Regions from separate parts of the Anas platyrhynchos genome. Here region 2 is linked to region 1. Evidence: chromatin contacts called from public Hi-C data. All regions are on one chromosome and are shown on one strand. Each heading gives the region's core, a stretch centred on a gene start, on an enhancer-like site or on the middle of the called end of the contact. The rest is flanking DNA. Distances are from core to core; before and after follow the strand shown. Region 1 holds the start of COX16 (cytochrome c oxidase assembly factor COX16). Region 2 has its middle 10 kb from the start of SLC10A1.

Region 1 (6,407 bases), core at 1,772-4,271:
AGTATGCTGATGGACACATCCCTTTGGGGCTGGTAGAGTTGATTGTGGAACAGAGCCAAGCATCCCAAAGACTTGTAGGCTCTTTCCTTTTAATGTCAAGACTGACTTACTGTGATAGGAAAGAGACAACAATACAGCTGACAAAGATGTTTAAATTACCACAGTACGGCCCTTCTGTTGTAATAGCAAATTTTAGAGCTACAACTGTAAGGTCACTGAGCTCATCCCAACATCTACACAGATGCTGCCATCTTCACCAGTGCTTTACGACTACGCACCCTGCAGCGCTCAAGCTGTTAAGATATTCCATGCCAGGTTAGATTGCTCCCTCCCGCACGCATACAGTTTTACACCATGCAGAACCTGAGAAGTTTACAGAAAAAGAGAGTTAAAGAAAACGTTGACAAATCAAGGTTTCCTGCAGATTAATTCCTGCCCGCTACAGTCTCCCTGGTGCTCACAAAGAAACAGTCTTATCTTCTGAAAAAGCACGACTGAAAACTGTGATTTACACATCTTACTCTGAAAGCTGCTGTCATTTTGATGTTTTAAAGATGAACCAAGAAAATTCCTTCTGCATAGAAATATTCTAACAGCCCCAAGCCCAAATGAACACACACGCAAAAAAAGGGTCAAGATAACTTACACTAAAAAGGAAGAAATATTTTTAGAGCATGTGTGTATATAGTGAGACCCTCATCTGTTTTTGAATTATGATCTCTTCAACCTTGGATCCTTTTTAAAGAGTAGTGAAGGGACTTCTCATTCAAATATGCATTACAAGAAAGGAAGATACGAAATTGATTTGAATTTTAAAAAAGCCAACATAGTATTGATGAAAAGTCCAGCAGTGGGCTCATGTCCCTCAGCAGTACTGAAGAATAAAGTCTCATCTTTGTATAGAGAAAAATTATGTACATGATGCAAGAATCTAACAGAGAACTTTCATTTCAGTACTATCAACAACTTCAGCAGAATTTAAAGGGTTACCAAGGCACACTCCTTCTCTGACTGTGCACAAATTCAGCACCTTTACTGCTATCACTGATCTTTTAGGAATATTCTGCTCAGCTTCAGAGATGCCTTCAGAGGTCAATAGATAGCTGAGGAACTGAAAAAAACTGCACAAGTTTTCCTTTCTCTTACTCCTTGGGAAGCCTTTGGGCAACAACACAGAAACATACTGAAATATTCACAGGGGAGACTAATTTTAAGGTATGGAGATATGAAACCCTGGAAGGAGATATGACAGAATATTTCTCAATATTATATTGTTTCTGGGGGAAAGATCGCTGTGGTAAGGAAAGAGGAATGAAATTAAACAGGACAAAAAAAAAAAAGGTCTCTAAAATGTCTGCTATGACTGATGGCAAACCACACAACACCACCAGAAGGCCCAGAAGGGCAACCAGAGGTCTGCCCTGGCCCAGGAAACTGAAGCCCTAGCTCCAGCGCTGGGGCAGAACTGAAAACATGATGTTGCTGACAGGTGGTTGTTAAAGCTCTTCTCCATGTTTGTTTGTTTGTTTGTTTTAAACAAGTGTTTTACTTTACACTTCTTTCTGTGTCTTATAATAAGATTTATTTTTTCCACAACGTATATTTGTCCTGCAGGACCCACCCCACCCAAGATACCTTCCCACATCGGAAAAGAACTAATAACTATGTTGTGGTTTTTTTTTTTCAATCCTTTGATAACACAAATGATAACAAGCATGTCTTTGCCATACTTGTTGGAAGTTTTATCAAAGTCAAGATCTTGCACATCAGTTGCATCTCCTCACTCACTGCACCAGTTAACCTACCAAACCAGACATATTTGTTATTGAAAAGCTACGGTGACTTTTTTTCTCCACCAGTGTACCACTTCTAAGTATCTGTGATTTAATCATTTAGTATGATTCCCAAACTTTTTAATAGAGTTAAAATTGAGCTGCAGAATATTAAGCTGAGTTCTCCTTATTCTGAAAGTAGCAAACCTTAAAGAGGGTGACCTTAATAATCAGGTAAACAATAGCACTGTGTCTTAAAAATGCACCCAACCTGAAACACCTCAGAAAGGTGTTTTTAAACTCAAGAATAATATCCGAATGTCCAAACGTGAGGGCACTAATTTCAGTCTGAGCACCAAGAAGCGCAGCTCTGGCCAGCCCTCTGGGCACAGGTGCATGCAGCGGGGTGGCTGGACAGCTTTAGTGCTGTATCTTATGAATAAAAAGTAGTGCCAACTTTTGTTTGCAGTACCAGGGACTGGACTGGCTGATGCAAACGGTTCGTGCAGCTCTGTCATTATCACATTAGCTTGTTGGTTTTTTTTTGTTTGTTTGTTTGTTTTTTTTTGACCTGTTTTCACTTCTCACAAGTGTCTTTATCGTTGTTTTGAGAAATGTTACTTGAGTGCTTTCAATTGCATGATCATTTCCACTTAAAGCTCTTATCCTGGACACCTCTGGAATGGCATACTTGCATCACTGAAATAAACAGCCTCAAACTTTTTAATCCTTTAATCCTTTTAACTTTAAAGAAGCACCCCCACCTTTCTCCGGACCACCCCATTCTTCAGACGTGCGCTGCGCGAGATTTAAGGAGGATCTCGTTCATTTACCCAAAAGCACTATAAAATATATTAAAATCACCCTTTACCCTACTCTTCATCCACCTTGAAAGCCACTCACCCTTTAAGCACCCCATAAACGGAAACGATCGTGAGGCTGCCCCCGGGGCACCCAGCGCCCGCCTCCCTCCTCTCACCCCCCGGCCCCTCGGGCCGCCCCCCGCCCCGCTCACCAAGAGGGGGACGCCGTAGGTCATGGTGCGGCCCCTCCACAGCCGCCGGAGCCGCTCCATGGGCCCCGGCAGCGTTTTCCTCCCTCCTCCCCTCGGTGCCCGGCGGTTCCGGGCCGCCACAGCCGCTCCCTCCGGCGGCGCAACGCGGCCGCGGTCGCGGCGTTCCGCGGGGAGGCTGCAAATGGCGGCGCCGCGCCCCTGCCGCCGTGCCCGTCCCCTGTGAATCCCTTGTCTGAGGGAAACTGCGGGCAGGAGGGGCAGGTCGGGCTCTCTTCCAGGGCTGGGCACGGTCAAAGTTACTCGCTGCAGCATAGGCCTTGGGAGGGGTGGGGGGGTGAAAGCACCGTCCACAAACCAGAGCCTGGCCCTGAATTACCCTGCTGAAATAAAATTCCCTTTGTGTGTGTACGGTAGAGGAGTTTGTCCTCCCTAAAGACACCTTTGAAGTCGCAGAAATGAGTAAACAACACAAAACTACAGAGAAAAAAGGCTCTCAGGCAACCCTGAGGCTGATGAGCAGCTACTGTGCGGCCAGGTGGTTGGTGGCTGGACGTCCCCAGGGAGAAGTTCCCTTCGCGATTCCCAAAGGTGAAAGCAAGAACGTGTTTCTGCAGCCAAATCTGCCCCAGTAGGCAGAGGAAAGGCCTGCAGCGAACAGTTGGGGAAGGAACAAAGGCTTGTGTCTGTAACAAAGAAAAATCCATGTGAAAATCAATAGCTGCTACGGCGCTCCCAGCAGGGAAGAGAGTAGCAGTCCCCTGCCAGCTAGGCGAGGACAGCCTCTTGGCACCTGCTGAGCAGTGGGTACTGCGCTGGTGAAGATCTAGCACTGCTTGTGTACACGCTTTGTATTCACCAATAAAGATTTGTAGGGGTCACAGTCCCTGCTGAGCACACCCTGGTGTTGAACGTGTGAAAAAGAGCTTCAGGAAGGGGATTTGATTCAAATCCTCGGCGTTTTTCTGTGTACTGCACTTCCTTGTAGGTTTCTGAGGGACATTTGGAAAAGGGCTTGGCCTGGGCTAAGTGGATCTCAAAACATGCTACTTTGCAGAATGATGATTAAATGATGACTAGCAGAAAGGAATTACTAGTTCACTGAATCTCAGCACACGTGGGGTTTTACTGCCATCTCTAAAGCCAGCCTGCGGAGCTGAGACCAGGGGCATTTCAGGAAAGCAGGTGGCGTGGAGAGACAAGGAGCTTCCGTAGCTTACCAGGGAAAGCAGGACTGCAGGAAACATTGCCATTCAGATTGGTAAGGCTGAGGGCACCACTGCATTTAAACTTATACAGCTTCTACCCTCCCCAGTGAGACATATAAAAATATTTGCTCAGTGGATGACCAGTACATAGGCAGCAGAAGCTATACTTACAACAAAACACAAGTCAGCTCAATGCTGTTAAGGAAAATGTGCAAACCCCAATAGGTTTTGTAGGTGAATACACATCTTCTTTCCTGAGGGCTTTCTTCTATGATTTTGAACTTTCCATCAAATCTCATTGATTAGGCAGTCCTCAGGGTCTGGCAGTTAGCTGTGTCTTTCATTTTGTTTCCCAAGGAGATAAAACTACCATGATCGTACTGCCAATTTTCCTCCACTGTTATCCCTTATCCCAATCATGTTGCACTCCCAGAAACTTTTAAATCTGATCAAAACAAAGCCAGCTACAGCAGCATTAATGGATCATCTGCTGCGGTTTAGAACCATCAGTCATTCATTCCTGGTAGCAATTTAATGTCTTCCACCATCCCCTCAAACAACTGAATTCCAGAAATGCTGACTTTTGTCTGGGAGTGAAGAGAGCAAAAGAACAGGCCTGTGTTCATCTCTGGGCTGCGTTCAGTCTGAGATGAAGTCATCACAGAGCACTCCTATCAGCACTGGGAATAATCTGAAATTAAGAGAATTGCTATTGCAGATACAGGAGTGCTGAGAAGAACGGTTACTACTTACCTCATTTGCCTCACTGTAACTTTCCATAAAAACAGTTTGTCCTGTAACTTGAATTAGACTAACCTTACCTTCATTGTTACTGTCTCACCTGAGGACTATTAGCTCCCTGCTAGAGAAGTAACCCTCAGCTGCTGATGCCCATGTACAGCGTTGGTGCCCTCCCATTCCAGCTTCAACAAGGGCACAAAAAGTCCTGGCAGTAAGTAGAAGGGTTAAGAGTCTGTGCTGGTGCCATTGGGTGCTCTTGTCAAGACTCATAAGCTGCTCTTTGTTTTCACTGATAATTGCTGGTAGCTAAATTTTTTCCATGGTGTTATAATCTAAAACAGTCAGAGAAAGTAAATAAGAAACTAAATGCAAATGTTATAATAATTACAAAATAATAGCAATAATTCTGTGTTAGAAGGATAAAACAAGTGCTTAAACCAAACATGCTGTGCTACAGATGAGCAGTAAATTAGACTTAAAAATGTTTTCATTTTTAATAATCTAAAATGCTGTTAAATTACAGAGATAAAGCTATCACCAATATATATTTTATTTCCACAGTGTCCCTTTGTTCTTGACATTGTTGGTCAATCACCTTGAACAGAGAGGGGTGGGGAGAAACCTTTTTTGAAGACTGAAATATATTCTGGTTTTGACTTATGACAGAGGTTTCATGCCTCCTTGTTATGACCCCGACTGCCATAAACAGACTGACAAACATAAAAGTAGGTAAACAAACATCTGGTTTTTATGACACTGACAGCTCTTCCCAAGCGTTACTCCCAATGCTTCAAGCACATAGTCATGTCCCCCCCAAGAAGGTTGAGTGCACCTTTCTTGTCTGTGTTACAATACAGCCAGTTAAACATTTTACTTTGTGAACTACTGTGAGAGGGTTTTCCTCATGAAACGTGCTGCTGGGGCCATAGTTCTCTCCTAGGTGTGTGCATGAGGTTTTACATGGCGCTCAGGTGCTGAATGGAAACCCAAGGGCTGGCTGGCTGGCTTTTGCCACATCAGGAACAAGGCGCATCTGACTGCAGTTTCCCTGCCCTGCATGGAAGCTCTGGGAAAGCCTTTTCTCACTTTCCTCCAGAGAAGGACTTTAAAAAAGAGATTTGAAAATTCCCTGCACGTATTGTGCTGCTGGCTATTGGCAGGCACCCTGGGAACTTCAGACAAATGGAGCTTGCGCTGCTGGTTCAGGCTACAGTGCCCATGACTGCAGGGGAAGGGAGTACACAACAGTACATTGTGTAATGTTTCTGGGCAGCAGGATGGAGAACAGCATAGAAATCTTATTAAACATCCCTGGACAAGCCAGGGTAATCAAGACTGGTGCTGGATTGGATACCAGGAGCTGCAGAATTGCTCACAATGCAGTATTGGCTGTGGGTAGCCAAGGTTAGTAAGGAACATGACTTTAGTTCAGTACAGAACTTGCAGCAATTTGTTCAGAGGATAAAAATGAGAGGTGTGTTGTAAAAGGTTTGTTGCCCAAACACACACACATCACTCCAGGCAGCAGTGGAGTGAGACCAACCTGTGTGTTGTATTTCCATATGGTATATCTCACCAAAGCCTTTCTTCATGAAGAGTGTGCACATGTAACAAGCTACTAAGCACTGCCTGTGCAGACACGATGCACAGCATAGCCAGCCATGAAAGCACACG
Region 2 (6,543 bases), core at 3,303-5,802, 320 kb before region 1:
GGAGTCTGATGCATAATTTTTGAGTATGTGGGGTTGGCAGTGCTGGAAAGGATGCTTTTCTTCGCCCAGACCATGTTTTTCTTCTGCAAATTTTATTTACCAGCAACTTTTAACCGTTTCTGCATTTGCAGACTGGGCACTTTCTGCATCCACACCTCCCTGTGTGGGATGGGGCAGCACATCCCTCATGTCAGGTCCTATGGAGCCCTGGGTACCTGCATGGGGCAGCTGAGAGTTTCCAGGCAGTTTCCCCAGGTGCAGCATCATCTCCTTCCTGCCCAAGAAGAGTGATGGAAGGAAGGATCCACATCTCACTACCAAGAGACTCCTGGGGGCTCAGAGCAGAGCCCAGCAGTGGGATTCACTCCCTTGTGCAGCATGAGAGGCTGAGGAGCACTCTACACCTGCCATATCTGTGGGCTAGGAAAGGGCAGCCAGTGGCCACCTTCATCCCAGTGACAGACACCTGGCTGCCTGGTGTAGGTGCATCTGGCCACATGCTTCAGAGCTGCCAGGTCTTCTGCAAACCCACAGCTTTGCTGGGAGAGCTGTCTCCTACCTGAAAGACCTGGCAAAGGGATGTGGCTTCCCCTGCAGGCTCACGAAGGACGAGACTCTCTCCACCTGGGGCTCACTTGTACAGCACTGAGGCAGCCTGTGGCCATGCCATGCCCTTCCACAGCATCTGTTTTTCTGAATCTCCCCCAGCCACAGCATGAGGGAAGCCTGGAAAACCCTGCAAGGATGGGGCGACAGAGACAGCTTCTTCCCCCCGCTTCCCCTGCCCCGAGCTGCCCTCCCTCAGGCACCGCGCTTTTATATTTTTAGAAAGCACAGTTTGTGTTCCTCAGCGCTAGCTGTGCGCGTCAGTGGCTGCTTCACAATGAACTCTCAGGGGCCCATCAGCTTTGTACGTGAGGGCTGTGCCCCGCCACAGTATTTTCTGCTGCGCAGTCAGGCGCACTGCGGGCTCTAGCTGCCTCAACATGGCGGCCTATTGTTCAGTGCCCGCCGTGCTGCTTGAAACCAGGCCCGGCGCTGGCAGCGTTGAAGCATGAGGTCCCCTTGTGTGAGGGCTGCCGGAGAAGGTGGAGGAGGAGAGGGGACACTGCCACCAAGGACAGACAGCTCTCTGGAGGATTGGGCTTTGCTGTGTGGCTACAGGCTGACCATGGGATCTGGGGGAGCCATTGAACACCTTGTGTCGGAGAACATGGCAGGATCACTAGAGCAGTCTGGGGCCTGCAGCCTGGCTGGGCAAGGGCAGCATCTTTCCCCTTGCTGGATGGCTCAGGGATACACTACCAGGGGCAGACACCTTTCTCACACTGACCCTGACAGCCTTCCTTAGAAATGCCTCTGCTCCACCTTCCAGGGACCCCACTGTGTGCACCCATATTCGCATCGGGTATCCATCTTTTTCCACAAAAGTAGCTTGTTCTGGGGAGCTTGTTTCGCCACCCACCCGCTGTAAGCACCTGTGAATCATGTGGCCTTTGTAAAACGACCTTGGCTAACCTGTACGATCTCAGACTAAGCTTTCAGACCTTTCAATGCTTTCACAGTTTCCGAGCTGGGCTGAGCGCCCTTCCAAATTGTCAGCCTGACGCCACCCATGCTGATTTATGTTCCCTGAGAAATGCAATTGTAACTATTTCCATTAAGAGAGCCCTCAAAACCGTAAATGGCTCCAAAGTTGTGAAGAATGCATGCCCCCGGCTCCCTACAAATTGCCCCTTATATTTCCCTGAATCTAGCTGTATCCGGTGCTTCAGCTAAAGCAGCGTTTTTATTTACAGCACGTGCACGTGTGCAAGGCACACTACCGGCTTGTGCTGGCACGCTGTCCACACCCAGACTCCTACCAGAATCCCTGTCCACCACTGAGGCTTCCTATCACAGCATCACTCCCCAGGTGAAGGCCTCATTCGGTTTGTCCTTTTCCTTACTATATTTGCTCATCCACTTTGAAAATAAGATCTCTCAGGATTTTTTTTTTTTTTTTTTTTTGGGGGGGGGGGGTCAGCAGCTTGTTTGGGGTTTTTGCTAACAAAAAAGGAACAATTCTTGTAGGATTCCTAGGACAACACACTTTATTTCAGGCACAAACAAACCCTGGCTCTCAGTTAGCATATGCGAGCCGCTGTACAGCACTACATTCACCTACGGAGGTATATAAAGGGTAATGATAATGTTGCCCAGAAGGCTAACACATCAAAGGCCGAAGAGCAGTTAAAATGTATTACGAGCTGTTGGCAGTGATTGTGGGGGGTATTAGCGTATTGCTGGTTGAGACGGCCTGAGTAAATGAAAACCCTCTGGATTAATTGGTACACCAAAGAGATTTCGGAGGAAAATGGAGGCTGATGGAAAATGACAAACACTGGAGAACGCAGATAGCTCGGCGTGCTGACCTACGGCAGGGCACTGCTGATTAACTTGCGGCTCCCTGCTGTGCCCTGGGGAGCTCAGCCAGGCCAGGCTGCCCCACCGGCAGGAGCTGCGGTGCTGCCATCCTTGCATCCACGGGTGGTTAGAGGTGAGACTTACCAGGTGTCTTCTGACACCTGGACACCACAGGAGAAGAGTTTAATTATTTTTAATGATGTGGGGGCTGGGGGAGGGAGGGGAGGACTTACTTAGTCTCCTGGTGTCTGGTGTCACAGAGCAAGTGAAGCTGGGAACTTAAATATTTATTAGCACAGAGACTGCTAGCTGAATTGGATGGCAACCAGCATGGGTAATATTGAATGTTACGACTCCATCCTTTACCATGTAAACCAATATTCCAGCTTCTACTGTGTATTTTATTACTAATGCTTCAATTATACACAAACAGCATTTAAACTAAGTGTTACAGCAACAGCTACACAAACTCAAATTATACTGGCTTGTTCGCATGCGAATTGACCCGCTGGAGCTCATTGACCCACCTCTCAACCCACCACAGCCACACCAGGTTAAGTCCTGCCCTCCTGGGCCACCCATCTGGTGACTGGATCTGGGTACCCATGCTGACACCAGTGGGCAACTGGCACTGACTGGGGGGTTTCTTCACCTCTTTCACGCACCCACACTAGGTTGTCAAGGGTAGAGGATCCTCTTCTTTTCTCTGGCCAGCAGCCAGGTTCACCAGTGGGTTTTCTTCAGGGTTTTCAAAAGAATTTGCCCAAAGCCAACCTGCTGCTATATTTATGCTTTCTTATCTGGGCATCATATGGCTACATCCTCAGTCTTCTTTCTATGATCTTATCCACTTGTCATCATCTCTGACAGATGACGATTTTCTATTGTTAGTTTTAACTAGAAGCTTCACAGTTTGGGTGGTTTCCTGTTCAGTTATTCCAGTCCCCTTGCAGCTCAAGTTAGCTTCATTCCTATGCCCACCATTTGAACTCCACACTTCACAGATTTGTCTCTTTCAGACTTCAGGTGTCATAGGAAGACAAGAAGAGAAGATGGCATTTTTCTCGTCACCTGAGATGATTTACAAGCTCCCTTTCTCCTTGCATTATCCTTTCAGTGTACAGAAAAGGGGAAGGAAGAGCTGCTAAAACCTGAGCACTGCATGGCCTTCTGGTGGCTGTGTGGGCATGATGGGGATGGAAACTCCAGGGGAACCTTTCTCTGTCCTTTCTCCAAATATATTTAGAAGCAAATTATGTGAGTAAAGATTTGGCAGAAAGACAGAGATGGAAAGTGAGATGCCGTATGCAGCTCATGTCCCAAAAAGCTCGACTCCTGCTGACACAAGTTTGACAGGCTCCCACCTGGTCTCCCAGCTTGTTGTCTCAGATGATTTAAAGCATGGCTGAGCTCTACAGCCTCCATCATTACCTGTCCCACTGTTCTGCCAGCAACTCCATCCTTCAGTGGGTGTCACAGGAAAAGCTGTGTTTTCTGCTTGTGCCAGGGAGCGTTGTGGTAATGTGGGAGAAACAGCAGTCTTTTACATTTTTTTTCATATTGTGAAGGTAATGGACACTAACTTCTCTTTGACATGTTCCTGAAAAATTCCTTGCTTCTTCCATAAATCCAAGACTTATATAAAGAATCTGTTTTCCATCTTAAGGCTAAAGACAAACATCAATTTTAAAATCTATTTTTAAAGTGAGTTGCATTGCAATTTATAATCTTAAACTGAAGTTTTAAAAGTGCTCTCATCCTTGAAAAGAAGAGACCATTTCATTGCTAATGACTAATGATAAAGTGTTTTCTGAAGGTGACTGAGCATAGCACAAGAAGTCTTAAATATATTTATTAGCTTATTAAACATAATGAATTGAATCTGGTTGCTAATATTAGCTATGCCTTTGTAAGTGAAAAGCACTTTTGGTTAGTTAGACAGTTTCTTATCAAAGAACAAAAATACAACATTAAAACATATGCAGCTTACTGAATAATCATGTTATTTGTCAGACAAGCAGAAGAATCATCACTGAAGCACTCTCAACGTGCCAAATTGGGTAATATACATAATTAGGATCCATTTGATTAGATATGTGCCCATGGTAACAGCCACACTCATGATCCACATATTAGTACAGCCTTGAAATAATCTTCAAGGAGAATGATGGCAACAGTGCACATCTGAAGCTTCACTGGAGAGACTTTTGGAACATAACCTACGTACTGATTTCCTCTGTTTCTGTGGTTATTCTTTATTTTTAAACAATGCATGCTTTTGTTCTCAAAGGTGATATACTGCTTCCACGAAATGTCACTGCACTTTTATCCCTAAAAGGAAGATCTTGTAATCATCTACATAACATTTTAAAGCCCCAAACCTTCCTATATTTAGGGACATATCCCAGCAATTGGCAAGACTGCTGCAAGCTGTTACTGGGAGGTGGGAGCAATCATCACCTGGAAGCCAGCCCATCTCAGATCCACTCTCCTCGTGGAGCCCAGGACAGCCCGGTGATGGATAAGGCCTTCTGGATGTTCTTTTAGGCTGTTGCAGGAGCCTCATGAAGACACTGCAAGGACTCAGTGAGAAGATGGATTTTGCATCAGATCCAAACCTCTGAGAGAGCCTGCAAGTGCTGATCTACTGCCAACCCACAGGGAATGAGTCTGGAGGGTACTATTTGGGTAACAGTGGAACCCAAGAGAGTTTGTTTAGCCGTAGATGCAATATGAATTGTTCCTGCAGTTTATTTTTACATCCTTAAAGGGTGAATGAGTTTGGAAAAGTTGGGCAGAGGCAGGGAATTAGCAGAATGAATTATTAGGAGTTATTTATACAAAATGAGAGAAATAAATCTCCTGGTACAACAGCGTATGTCCAGGACGATGACAGTTGCTGCTTTTGCAGTAGTGGCCACTGGGAAATATTTAAAAGAATATTTCCCCCCCCGTAAGGAAGAGACCAGGATATAGATAGGTTTGCCAAGGTGAAGGCACCAAGCAAAGACTGGTTTGTAGTTGGGGAACCTGGGCAACAAATACCGAGAGTCTGGCAGAAGAGGACTGTGGATCACCCCTGGGGAGGTCCTGGCCAGCCTGATCCAGTGGGGTAGGATGGATGTGACTAGAATGTGGCCATGTGAACTATCCCACCAGTGCAAGAGAGCCGTTGTGTACCCATGCGCAGACACCTCACCCTGTAGAAGCAAGACCCTGTCTGGGGATATATAATGGAGAGGGAATCAGCACTGAAAGACTGGCAAAACAATGATTCAGGAAGATGTCTGGCTTTTGGGAAAAAGGGGTTTATGTCAAGTGTATGGGAAACACAGAACAGCTAGAAGGTTTTGATGGAGGAGCACAGGGGAAGACTTTACTCCCTGGTTTGGCTTTTGCAGAAGAGGAGCACTTTTCTTCAAGGGGTTGGTGACACACACAGCTGTGTTTGCAGCCTTCAGCTGGAAGGCAACAATACTGTAAGTCATGGCTACACGAGGCAGTCAAACTGGTACTAGGTATGGTGGTAGGATTATACAGGCAAAAAGAGACTTGTGGGTCCATCTGGGGCATGCAGTGCCTGATTCAGAATGGGTCACCTTTCTGCATATTAGTGTGCTGTTCATCACACTGGGGACAGGATCCATAATCCTCAGCAATATAAATTAAGTTCACTGATCAAAATGCACTAAAGTGGTTTGTCAAATTCCTACATCCTTCTTTTTCAGCAAGCACTTTTTTTAGTAGGGCACTCTTTTAGGCTACCCTGTGGACAGCTGCCTCCTGTATGTGACAGCACACTTGCACTGGGTGTGCTCAGGTGCTTGGGATGTCCTGCAGGCTGAAGGGTGTCCTCTGGCCATGGGGCTGCCAGTCTGGCATCTCTATGCGGGGTGAAACCAGCCTGGAAGAGGGACAGCAGATATACCCACTGTGAGAGTGCTCAGGCACACATACATGTATAGGGAGTGCTAGTCCCTCCTGTGATAAACAGCTCTAAGGAGAACTATGTGAAATTTTGAGTTTCTGCTTCTGTTTTCCAGAACAGAACAAACTGGGGCAAAAAAATAGGAAAAAATTGTTTCCTGGAATTAAAACAGTCATGTTCAGAAATGTCTACATGTTCTGTTTTGACAT

What was found. Hi-C and Micro-C count contacts between places; a contact is called where the count stands out from the background.
Region 2: a contact with region 1 is called in a Hi-C map of skeletal muscle, with 2.7 times the contacts expected there. The contact joins the enhancer-like site here to the promoter of COX16 in region 1. A contact is called at or near these places in 2 of 8 Hi-C or Micro-C datasets (skeletal muscle and subcutaneous adipose tissue).

What each region holds. Positions count from the first base shown.
Region 1 is chr5:36,538,714-36,545,120 of IASCAAS_PekinDuck_T2T, reverse strand. It overlaps COX16 (cytochrome c oxidase assembly factor COX16), which reads right to left and starts at 3,021. Exons shown (of 5, transcript XM_027457531.3): 1 at 2,788-3,021. The coding sequence starts at 2,847. LOC101799748 (deubiquitinase DESI2) reads right to left here. Exons shown (of 6, transcript XM_038179142.2): 6 at 5,214-6,407.
Region 2 is chr5:36,860,065-36,866,607 of IASCAAS_PekinDuck_T2T, reverse strand. No RefSeq gene overlaps it. Among named protein-coding and RNA genes, the nearest start is that of SLC10A1, 10 kb to the left of the region's middle. Within about 2 kb of position 4,552, at least 1 of the 8 cell types and tissues checked has an H3K27ac peak or open chromatin away from gene starts, as enhancers often do.